Linked DNA regions of Danio rerio: region 2 is linked to region 1. The links are chromatin contacts, called in public Micro-C maps. All regions are on one chromosome and are shown on one strand. The core of a region is the stretch at or near the end of the contact, and the rest is flanking DNA. Distances in the headings are between cores, read along the strand shown.

What was found. A called contact is a pair of places that touch in the nucleus more often than the background predicts.
Region 2: a contact with region 1 is called in a Micro-C map of caudal fin, with 5 times the contacts expected there. The contact joins two enhancer-like sites. A contact is called at or near these places in 1 of 18 Hi-C or Micro-C datasets (caudal fin) and 1 of 4 datasets of contacts at active chromatin or transcription factors (caudal fin).

What each region holds. Positions count from the first base shown.
Region 1 is chr20:4,671,080-4,677,216 of GRCz12tu, forward strand. No RefSeq gene overlaps it. Among named protein-coding and RNA genes, the nearest start is that of bcl11bb, 130 kb to the left of the region's middle. Within about 2 kb of position 3,297, at least 7 of the 62 cell types and tissues checked have an H3K27ac peak or open chromatin away from gene starts, as enhancers often do. A contact at or near this core is called in caudal fin, where this site is marked.
Region 2 is chr20:4,805,306-4,812,179 of GRCz12tu, forward strand. LOC141379522 (a long non-coding RNA gene) reads right to left here. Exons shown (of 4, transcript XR_012396331.1): 3 at 5,575-5,742; 4 at 4,323-5,085. Among named protein-coding and RNA genes, the nearest start is that of papola, 73 kb to the right of the region's middle. Within about 2 kb of position 2,071, at least 4 of the 62 cell types and tissues checked have an H3K27ac peak or open chromatin away from gene starts, as enhancers often do. A contact at or near this core is called in caudal fin, where this site is marked.

The DNA of each region.
Region 1 (6,137 bases), core at 2,047-4,546:
CGAATTAGCCACAAAACTGAATACTTACGTTTTCTCGTGAGATCAGGCTGAAAATACAGTGACAAATCTTTTACTTTCTGTCAAAAACAAAAACAAAAAAAAACAATACTATGAAGTTCCCCGAGTAGGAAGCAGCACACCTCTGTGTGTAACTCAAGTCTCTCTGGTGTCCGGCAGCATGCTGCTCCCGGCATTGAACTCCCAGACACTCAAAAGGTGTCTTTATCCCAGCTGTACAACAAAAAAAAAACACCCCACCTCCACCTTCATTCCCACCATCAGGCTCAAGCTTTTGGGAATCCACCCTAAACACCCCCACCCGCATTTAAGCAGCAGCCACCCTTTATGTTCACATGTGTCACTGCTGCTTTACTCTGTCAAAATCTGGCCGCACAATAGACGTGTAAAAAGATTGACCAACAGCACTTCTTTTTTTCCATCTTCTTCTGCACAGCCACCCAGAGAGACACAATAGAGCGGGGTGAAAAACACACCTGCACTTTTATCCAGCAAGAAAGAAATGCCTGTGTCCTGATACGACAGCGCCTGCAGACTAATATTAACTGTTGCGCAGCACAAAGGGCAAGCAAAGGGTCCCTGAAACGTGAGAGCGCAGAAAACATTTAGAGTCAATAAAAGTGTGTCAATTGGACAGCGAACAGCGTGGCGTGGAATGATGTTTACACAAGCACGGCACATTGTCAGGCGAGGTGATTTTCATAACTATATATGTTTATTGTAGCACTCAGTGTGGTGGCAGGAGATGTTATCACGGTGACCTGTTGATCTTGAAAGTCGTCTTTATAGGTGAATATGATACATGTACAAAGAGAGTTTCTCTGAAACCAAAATGTCTGTTGATTGTACTATATTAAAAGCAAGAGTACAATTTATTTACTTAATTAACATATTTGACTAAAATTTTAATCTAAATTAGCATTTTTCTTAGGCTGTTGCGTGTAGTTTTAGTAATTTTACTCTTAGTGCAAATAATATGTTATTTTCATTGCCTTTAAAGTGAAATAAGAGAACACACAGTGCATCCGGAAAGTATTCATAGCGCTTTCCTTTTTATACATTTTTTTATGTTACAGAATTTTCCAAAATGGATTAAACTCATTTATTTCCTTAAAATTCGGCACACAATCCCCCATAATGACAATGTGAAAAAATTGTTGCAAATTTATTAAAAATAAAAAAAGCTGAAAAACAGATGTACATTCGTGTTTACAGCCTTTGCTCAATACTTTGTTGATGCACCTTTGACAGCGATTACAGCCTCAAGTCCTTTTGAATATGATGCCACAAGCTTGGCTCACCTGTCTTTGGGAATTTGTGCCCATTCCTCTTTCCAGTACATTCTAAGCTCTATCAGGTTGGATGGGAAGCGGCGGTGTACAGCAATTTTTTAGATCTCTCCAGAGATGTTCAATAGGATTTAGGTCTGGGCTCTGGCTGGGCCACTCAAGGACATTCACCGAGTTGTTGTGAAGCCGCTCTATTGATATTTTGGCGGTGTGCTTTGGGTCATTGTCCTGCTGGAAGATGAAGCGTCATCCCAGTCTGAGGTCAAGAGCACTCTGAAGCAGGTTTTCATTCAGGACGTCTCTGTACATTGCTGCATTCATCTTTCACTTTATCCTGCTGAAAAACATCCACACAGCATTATGCTGTCACCACCATTCTTTCAAAATTTTGAGGGACAACTTATTTGTTTTATATTCAATCCATTTCAATTTGCAAAAGAAAAAAAGCTAACTTAATCGGTTTGTGTTTGAACAACATGACATGATTATTTTGGTGCAACAGTGAAGCAAGAATTTATTTCTGATTAGAGTTTTTCAAGAATTTCCAGCCTGATCTCACGAGCAAACTTAAGTATTTTACGTTTTGTCAGTTTAGTGGCGAATTACGAGTTCAGTTGTACGAAATTGCACGATTTTAAAAAGGAGGCGTGGCATCTAACCCCACCCCTAAACCCAACCGTCATTCACTAAAAAACATTATTCAGAAATGATTCCTTGGATTTACTCTATTTTTTTACGTTAACTGGCTGTAAACTATTTATTTGGGGTAAATTTATACACACAAATTAAGTAGAATTTTAGTAAATTCAATTCTTTTTTTTTTTAATTCAACACAAATAAATTGTTTGCAACAGTTTTGCAGACATCATTTTTTTCATCGTTGGGGGATGAGCAAATCGTACTTAATTGCACCAATTAGATCGAACGAGTTCATACAAATTCGCCACTAAATCAAAACGTTACGAATTGCCGTGAGATTGCGTTGGAATTTCTAACGATTTACGTAATATTTATTTTTTGTTGCTCCTAAAAAAGCACAACTTTGTACTCTGAAAAAAAGTGAGCATGCAGAACAACAATGTTCTAATAATGTTCAACTTAATTTGTTTGTTTAAATTCAACTTAAATAAATTGTTTACAAGCACTTACGTAGAAAAAATAGTAAATCCAAGGAATCATCTTTAAATAATTTTTTTTAGTGTACACACAAAAATGAGTGTTGCTGCTTGTTAAACTACTTATTTAAAATGAGCTGAATCAACACAATTCTTAATTTTTTTTGGCACAACTTAAATATTTTATGTTCAATCCACTTAAATGTGTAAAAGCGAAGCTAACTCAATTGATTTGTGTTGTGACAACATGAAGGACTTGTGTGGAACCCTGCTTGTGTCTTTTTAATTTGCAGCTGCATTGTGATTGCATTTGTGATCATATTTAAATTTAATTCCATCATTACCATTTTCTGTCTCTATTTAAAGAAATCCTGGAGGACTTTAGTGTGTGCTTCTCATCACTGAGTCTCCAAGATTTGCCAGACCTCTTTTTTTTTGCACTGAAAAAAACAACTGTTTAGTTTCGGAGAACAATCTAAACAAAGATGCTTCAATGGCAGAAGATAAAAGTAAAAAACGCACTTTCCGTTTGATCAACTCGACTACATGTTGGTGTGTGTTTGTGTCCTCGCTAAGACAATAGTCACCAGACCACGGAGAAAACTCCTCACTGTTTGGACTGCATCTGGAGCATGAAACCGGCTCGGTCAGTCACTGAGAGTTATAAAAAAAAAAAAAGACAAACTGGATGAAGCCGCTTCTGGTTTTGATTTCATCTGAGAGAAAGAGAGTGTGTGTGTCTTTTCGACTTTTTTGCACAAGAGCAAACCTGTCCTCTGCTTGGACGGTGGCCAAGTGAACATGCCGAGGCCGACTCTGATCCTCAGCGCGTTTCCCTGTCGTCTGTAAACCCACCACCTCTGGCAGACTTTGACGGCACATCGTAGTGTAAGCATGAAGGGACCCTGAAGATCTCAGCAGTCTGGACTTAAGTCATGTCTGTGTAATGTATGTGTGAACGTGCTGCTAATGACTCAGCAATCATATTTTGCAACACCGGCTATTTGGATGCATTGTTAACCTATGGAAAACGTTAAGCTGTAGTTGACGTGAATGCTTTAAAATGATACATTTCTGTCTGTCTGTATATTTGTGTGTGTGTGTGTGTGTGTGTGTGTGTGTGTGTGCGTGTGTGTGTGTGTGTGTGTGTGTCCAAACTTCTAACTTAAGAGGTGCTGTCCCCCCCTACTGGCCCACAGCTCCATATCACTATTATTAAACTTCTGAGGAAAACATTGGAACTATCTCTTCATTGTCTCCTTTTAATCTCAAGACACACTAACTTTAGTGTAAGTTCCTAATTTTGTGTTTTATTTCCACTGTGAGAGTTTTTTCTGTAATAAATAGTCTTAGCTATTAGCCTCTTTAAGCTATATATATTTTTAGATTGTCTACTGAACAAACCATTGTTATACAATAACTTAATTTTATTTAACCCTAATTACCCTAACCTGCCTAGTTAACCTAGGTAAAGTCTTTAAATGTCCCTTTAAGCTGCATAGAAGTGTCTTGAAAAATATCTAGTATAATATTATTTACTGTCATCATGGCAAAGATAAAATAAATCAGTTATTAGAAGTGAGTTATTAAAACTATTATGTTTAGAAATGTGTTGAAAAAATCTGCTCCCTGTTAAACAGAAATTGGAGAGGAATAAATAGGGTGGCCGATAATTCTGACTTTAATTGTATATATAATGTCTGTAAAAAACCCTACAATGTTAGCACGGTAGGTCTGAATAATAGAGTACACACCAACAGGTCAATATTATGATAATTGCTTATAAAATAACTATAATTTAAGAAAATTTGTAAAATTATTAATAAATAATAGATGAAATATCAAATAAAAAAACAAAAAACTAATTCTTCTTCTTCTTCCTCATAAAAAAATCCAAAAAGACCCCCAACAATTCAAGAAGTGTCTGAATTTCCTAAATTAAATTAAATTAAATTAAATTAAATTAAATTAAATTAAATTAAATTAAATTAAATTAAATTAAATTAAATTAAATTAAATAAGTGTTTATTTGGATTTTTACAGCACTTTGCTCAACCCTATTTTAATTGGAACAATTTTTATAATTATTGTAATAATAAAAACAATTATATATATATATATATATATATATATATATATATATATATATATATATATATATATATATATACATATATATATATATATATATATATATATACATACAGTACAGTTGAAGTCAGAATTATTAGTTTCTCATTTATTTTTTCCCCAATTTCTGTTTAAGAGCGAGAAGATTTTTTTAACACATTTCTAAACATAATACTTTTAATAATTCATTTCTAATGACAATTTTTCAAGACACTTCTATACAGCTTAAAGTGTCATTTAAAGGCTTAACTAGGTTAATTAGGTTAAATAGGCAGGTTAGGGTAATTAGGCAAGTTACTGTATAACGATGGTTTGTTCTGTACACTATAAGAAAAAATACAGCTTAAAGGGGCTAATAATTTTGACCTTAAAATGGTTTAAAAAAAATAAAAAGCTGCTTTTATTCTAGCCGGAATAAAGCAAATCAAACTTCCTCCATAAGAAAAATATTATTAGACACACAGTGAATAAGAAAAATTCTTATATATATATATATATATATACAGTTGAGGTCGGAATTTTTAGCCCCCTTCGAATTTTTCTGTTTTAAATTTTTTAAACATCATTTTAGGGACAAAATTATCAGCCCCTTTAAGCTATATTTTTTCTCGATAGTCTGAAAAAACTATAGCTATAATATTGGAAAAATCTGATAATGCGATATTTTATTTTTCTGCGATATATATTGCGATATAAATACAGTTTCACAAGATAGTTTGAATAGCTCTACTTTCTGAGGAGTCGAACAGTATTCTGGTACAGCAATTTAATAGTCAAAATAAAAAAAAAAGCTGTTAATGCTTTGTTTTGTCTTAGATCAAGTAAAAATATTGTTTTGTTTTCACCTTCAGAAAAAATAAGTCACAATTAGGAGATTTTCTTTAAAACAAGCTGAATTATCTGCCAGTGGGATAAGTGAAATAATCTGGTTTTCGTGTAGATATTTGGACTACAGCAGGTTTTCATGTAGATATTTTTTAATTAAAATGTTTTTAAAAATATTAAAAACTGCTTTTATTCCAGCCAAAATTACATTTCTTGCTCTGTTAAACATAATTTGGGAAATATTTAAAAAAGAAAAAACAATTCAAATAATTCTGACTCCAACTGTACGCATGCTTTGATTAGTTTATTCACGAGCATCATCTACCTGTCTTATTCACACAAAAGAGGTAACATAAACCTGACAATGCATCAGACGATGATAAAGCAAAGTAAAAACCATCCAAAAAGCAGGCAAGACCACCTCTAAACCCGAGACCACCTAAATGTTTTCCGTCTCGTGCTTACAGAAGCCATATTGCTGTAATGATTTAATTGCTGTGGGACTGCAAGGCTAATAAGGTTTCTAAATCAGTCTGCTTTATTTGTTTTCTTTTTGACTTGCGGCGAGAAGGAAAATGCAGTGGCTCTAATTGCAACGCTGTCATTAAGAGATATTCGGTATTAAAGTTCCTTCCTTTAGTAATAGTTTTGTGGATTTTTTTATAGCTCACTTGTGTTCCTCTTGTCAAAGGGACTTCAAGAAGTAAATGTTTTTTTAAAGCCAATATAGCCCTTGTCGTTAAAAAAATACAGTAGTTTC
Region 2 (6,874 bases), core at 821-3,320, 130 kb after region 1:
CGCATTTGTTATTCGAAAATGCATTTTTAAATACATTTTATACACTCAAAAAATATTTTTGCTGCATGTTCAAACTACTTATTTAAGATAAGCTGAAACAACCCAATTCTGGAGATTTTTTGGGGACAACTTAACTGTTTTAAGTTTAATTTGTTACATTAAATACTTTTTTGTTGTTGTTGCATTTTACAATATACAAAAAAATCTAACCCAAATAAAGTCATTTGCAAAAATTACTATAGTATCAACAGTTCCTATGAAACACTTTTTAATAAGACCTGATAAGACACAATGTGATTTTATATGTGAAAAATAACAATAAGTGCACTGAAAATTTTTTTAGATTTAAAGATGATTCCTTGGGTTTATTAAATTTGTTTAAGTGCAAACAATTTATTTGGGTTGAATTTAAACTAATCAGATTGACCATTACTACATTTAATTAGTTTGTTTCAATTCAACCCATATAAATTGTTTGCAGCAACATTGCAGACATCTTTTTTTTTTCAGTGTAGAATTTTAATTGCAGATTATATTATTATTAGTTCTGTCATTTTTTTTATAAACTCTATCAAGTTTAAGTATATCATTTTACTTTAAAACATATTATTTTAACTATGAATTTTATGATGGATCATTTTCAGTGTATACACTGAAAAAAGGGGGTTCCACACAATTCATTCATGTTGTCCCAACAAACATGTATTAACTTAATAGAATAAATTTAAGTGGATTGAACTTAAAACAATTAGGTCCTGGCTCCTTAGGGAAGGCTCCTTAAGTAATTTGAACATGCAGCAAAAAAAAAAAAAAAATGGTGTCCAACCTTTTAGATGGGGTTTAAATTACTACAGTTGAAGTCAGAATTATTCGCCCCTCTTTGAATTTTTTTTCTTCTTTTCAAAATATTTCCCTAATTATGTTTAACAGAGCAAGGAAATTTATTTTTTCTTAAACCTATTTTTCTTTTTCATTTTTTGATAGTCTACAGAACAAACCATCATTATACAATAACTTGCCTAATAACCCTAACCTGCCTAGTTAACCTAATTACCCTTGTTAAGCCTTTAAATGACACCTTAAGCTGTATAGAAGTGTCTTGAAAAATATCTAGTCAAATATTATTTACTGTCATCATGGCAAAGACAAAATAAATAAGTTATTAGAAATGAGTTATTAAAACTATTTTGTTAAGAAATATGTTGAAAAAAAATTGCTTCATTAAACAGAAATGGGGGAGAGAGGGGGGCTAGTAATTCTGCCTTATATATATATATATATATATATATATATATATATATATATATATATATATATATATATATATATATATATATATATATAGGGAAAAATTATAACTGTTTGTTTACTTTATGAAAACAATATGCTGGTGGGAGAAAAACAATTTAAAAAGTAAGTTTATCTCCTGCCAGAATCTAACAGAAACAACAGCAATTATTTTATTAAATTATTATTATTTCAATAAGAAAATCAAATGAAAATATTGTAAAAACAATCTTTATAACAAACATCAAGCTTTTATAAAAACAGAAAAGATTTAAATAAAGCAACTGTTAATATTATTTAAGTGTTTATTTTGTCCACATTCATACAGAAAACAAGATAAATGTGTACAATAAAACATTTGTATAAAAATTTGCATTTATTGATCATTTTCAAATGTAGAAACACCTTTTTTGTAAACAGAATTAAAATATTAAAATAAATAAAATGACTGAACATTAAAAAAGGCAAACTCATTTACTCACAGTGACATCAAAAACACTATGAACAAAAACAGACATAATAATAAATCAGACCAAGAGAGCATAGCAGTAAAACGTACTAACATTATCATTACACATCAGCATTTGACTTGATATGAACTACAGTTGTAGCTGATAGAGTAACTTCTCACCTGACGGCGGGCCATGTAGAGTTTGATTATGAGAGAGAAAGGCATAAAAATGTGCTTTTTTTTCAAAAGAGGAGGATATATTAACGTGTGTGTGATTGTGTGTGTCTTCAAGTGTACAAAATGAACGGTTCCACAAGATTACCCTCACAACTCAAATGGTGTACTCTAGCGCCCCCCATAGGCCAAAACAGACCCTCCTCAAGATTTCTAGTAGGGAAGTTTCAGAGACTTTGCTCAAATTACACCTTTTGACATCGACGTTCCTGGATTAACATCTTTGGTGAAACATCTTTTCAGTCAACCAATCAAATTTGAAGTATAAGTTTAGAGTTTATGTCAAATACGCCAAATACCGGTACGTTTATGCCATACAATCAGGGAGAGATGCTTCTGTTATTTATCTATATTCCCGTCAGACTTTACGATTAATTTAGGGTAGGGATTCGTTTTTCTAGTCTAAATTTAGAATTAATTTAATATAGTGTATTTTTCGTCAAATTCCACTCACCCAATCATATTTGAGGTTTAAGTTTAGGTTTACGATCAGGGTTTGCAGCATACCTCGCCTTTGATTTACCTCAGGAATAATTTATGTGTACGGTTAGGATTAGGTGTAGGTTAGCTTGTATATAAAATACTATAGTGCTTCAGAGTGTTTTTGAAGAATACTAGAGTGTATTATACATGTAATTGTTTTCACAACACTTTAATGACTGCATGTAAGCTACAGTGAACTAATAAACTGTAAAGCATAGTACTCTATACTTTACTGCAGTAAATTGTGGTGTATTGTAGTTTAATGTATACAGTAAACTTAGTAAAGTACAGTATTGGGTCATTTATTTATATTACTATAGATCAGAGATGCCCAACACTGCAAAAAATGCTTTTCTTACTTAGATTTTTGGTCTTGTTTCTAGTACAAATATCATTATAATATAAAAATCAAGAAGCATTTTCTAGACAAGAAAAACATATAGTCTTGTTTTCAGAAATAATATGCCAAAATTAGGTGAGTTTTTCCTTAAAACAAGCAAAATAATCTGCCAATGGGGTAAGCAAAATATTCTTACGTCAAAAAAAAAAAAACAAGATTAATTTGCTTACCCCATTGGCAGATTATTTTACTTGTTTTAAGGAAAAACTAACTTTGGCATTTTATTTCTCAAAACAAGACAATATGTTTTGCTTGTCTAGAAAATGCTTCTTAATATAAGAAATTTTAGATATTTAGACTAGAAACAAGACCAAAAATCTAAGCAAGAAAAGCATTTTTTGCAGTGAAATAGGGCCTGCAGGCCAAAGTTGGCCCATTGTAACCGTTGATTTGGCCCACCATCCCATCTGAGAGGAGAGAGTGAGAAGGATGGAGATAGTTAGGGAGAATGCCTTTAACAGATCATCATTTCCAATTTGACGTAACCTTTTTTGTTTGTTTTATTGCTGAGTCACAAAAAAAGCAAACTGAAGATATATGCTGTAAATTAATCTGAGTTTTTAAAATGAATACTGTCACTTGATGGATAGAGGACTACGAAGAAGACATCAGTGAGCAAATCAAGGTAAAAACTAGTGTTACTCCATTCTGTTATAAATATTAAAAAACTGTTTTTACTGTAATAACTAATTTAAAAATATACTATATTAGTTAATATAAAGCAATGTTTTCTAGTTATTCTTTAAAAGTTATTAAATAAATAAGGAAATTACACATGGCAACTATATTTACATTCGGCCCACTAGCCTCAATCAAGTGATATTTTTGGCCCTTCATAAGAAAAAGTTTGGCCACCCCTACTCTAGATGCATTACCAGAGCAACTTTAGCATTACAAGTTCCAATTTCCCTTTTTTTGTCATATAGAACATCACAGGAGATTTAAGCAAATTTAAAAAAAATATTAAATATAAAAAAAATAAATATTACATATATTTATGAAATAAACCCTGACCAGCAAATAATTAGACAGATTAATCCATGTGTTTTACTATAGTATGGTTCAAAAACACTTTATAGTGTTCACTATAAATAAAAGTAATCTTTCATTTGTTTCATGTGGGATATTTCAGACAAGAATGTAGTTTAATGATCTAAGCTAGGCCACTTATATTTTTTAAGAAGAGAAAATGGTGGTTTTCTTGAAGATGTTATCACAGTTCTTCTGGATTTAGTCCGTCTCAGCTCTTCCTGTTTCTAAATGTCATCCAGACGAACTGGTCTCATTGCGCATACAAAAATCTAACTTAATCATTACAACTAATGGTATCACTTTATTTTGATGGTCCCTTCGATGCATTGTTGAATTTAAGTTACATTGCATCGACATGCCAACTAATTCTCATTAGATTATGAATAGACTGCTAGGTTGGGGTTAGGGTTAGTGTAAATTGACATGTACTTGCAAAGTTTCTTAGAGTCAGTTAAACGTCTTTTAAAGGAGCCGTATCAGCAGATATTAAGCAGACAGTCTGCTAATACTTAAATGAGAAGTAATTGGCATGTAGTTATGCAATTTAGTCGACAAAATGAGCAATAGAGACCATCAAAATAAAGCCAATTACCATTAAACATAATATTTTAAAAATGTAAACTGACATTTCCTACTGACAAGCTTCACAAATGCGCAGAAATAACTATCTTAAAACCATTATTGTTGACAAAAAAGTAACTGTTGACCTAGGAACGTGTCTAACCCTGCAAAATCAGGTCGTGGAGTTGTACTATCTCCACTCAGAGAGCCACCCGCACAACGTGACGTCCACAGCCGCCTGCTCCAGCTCCCCAATGAGTGCAGAAACGCTGCGTCGTACACCATGTAAAGATGCCCCTCTATTGTATTATTCATCCCGGTGACAAGTTCCTCACTTCCTGCAGGCCAATGCACTCCCCCAATGACACGCCGGGGGACTGAACATGACACTGAGAGTGAATTAGCGGCGTTGCATTAGCCATCTGCATATGGGTAGGGGCCCGCTTCCATGGCCCTCCAAGGACGACACTGACAGTAATGTTAAACTGATTTCCCCTGGGATGAGCTGGAGCGCAGTTTACAGAAAGCCAATGAGAAAGTTGTGGAGACGGGATGCCGCGGAGCTGGGAGAGGATCCTGTTAGCCGTCATTTTGACGTTTTGTTTGTTCCAGGCTAGCAGTCGTCAGCGATTTCTTACTAGAGCAGACAAATATTTTGTTTCTTGAAGATGCTTAAAAACATAAACGTCATGGCTTAGTCACTCATTCTAAACATTGTAGCTCAATCACAGATGGTCCAGAAATGTCCTTCTCAGTTAGCATTGTACGTTTATTTGCTTATGTCTCAGTCATGATGGTATTACTTTAAATTATACATGTTGTTTTAGCTTCATAGTAAAAACTGTAGAGCTTTGGTCATAAAGCTGTGTGTTTAAATATGATTGTCACAAGATATACAGAGTTACTAATTATATACAGTTCAGTAAGTTTATTCATTAAGTATTCAGTAAGTTTATTCATTAACTAATTTCGAGAGGATCACGTGATTATGATTGAACACGGCTGGTTCTGCATTAGCATGCATGATCCACCAATCAGTAACCCACTATAAAGAGCCAGGGTTTTTCACTACAGTCATCTTCGATTTGAAGAACCCCCCCCCCCCCCCCCCCCCTTCCACCCATACCTCTTCACCTTTTCCTCCATAGGGCGGCACAGTAGCCCAGTGGTTATCACTGTTGCCTCACAGCAAGAACGTCACCGGTTCTAGTCTTTTAACAGGCCGGTGGTCGTTTCCGTGTGTAGTTTGCATGCTCTTCCCGTGTTCGCGTGGGTTTTCAGGTCCTCCGGTATCCTGCCAAATTCCAAAAACATGCACCAGAAGTGAACTGATCAATCTAAATTTTGCACGACAGTCAATCTCTCATCCTGCAGCATATCTCTTCATAGCATTTAATTTTTATGCTGTGTTCACACCAGACATGGAACGCGCAGATAAATCGCGCTATTCATGCGTAAATAGCCGTGTGAACATTTGAGTTTACTCGCTTCATACGCGTCAAACCCTGCTTCGTTCGCGTGTCAAATTCAGATCAGAATAGACACGGATTCGCGTGATGAGCAGGGCTTCTGTCTGCCCAAAGACTCCAGCTTCATAGCTAAATGGCTAACATGGATTTTATGAAGAAAATAACAGTGTTTATGTGCTTTATGAAGACAGAAAAACAGCGTTGATACGTTTAGGGTCGTGTCTGGGTCCACTACATTCTTTCAGAGGTGCATCCAGCTCTGTGAGCTTATAAAATCCTCCAGAAACTTAACCTGGATGACGGAGGCTTTCAGCGGTGCTTCTGACTGAGCCAAGCCGAGATTGATGAACTGTTGTCGGTGAAGGATGGAGGATTTCCCTCTGAACACCTACAACAGGTTCTACGTCACAATCACGCCCCCACAAGAGCAAGCTTCTGATTGGTTAACGCGGCGAGAATGTACGCTGAAGTTCAGATTTTCGAAATCGAGAGAAAAACAGTCTTCGACGCTGTTTTTCAGTTTGCACGTCAAACGCGCAAAACGCTCAATTCGCCCCGCACCATTCACGCGTATCGCGCCACAGGATGTCTATTCGCGCGTTTGCATTGACTTAACATGTAAATCACTCGCGCTTGACGCGCGTTACACGTCTGGTGTGAACGCAGCATTAGTCATCAACTCATCAAGGGGTAGTTGTCGAGATCTACCTGAGCTCAAGGCTCCCCTCTCGCCCTGTAAATGGGAGGTAGCCCAGGGCTCAAGGACCTTTTTGAGCTTCGGGCTCTCTCCCGGGACAGCATGCCAAACTAGCTTATAATCAATCAGCTAAGTGTGAACTCTTGAGCTTACATTTTTAGCATAATTTACGTTAACAAATTATGTAATCTTAGACTCTCAGAAGTGTCCGTCCAAAAGCTGTCAGAAAAGCCATAGCATGATTAAATGATGCTGCAATG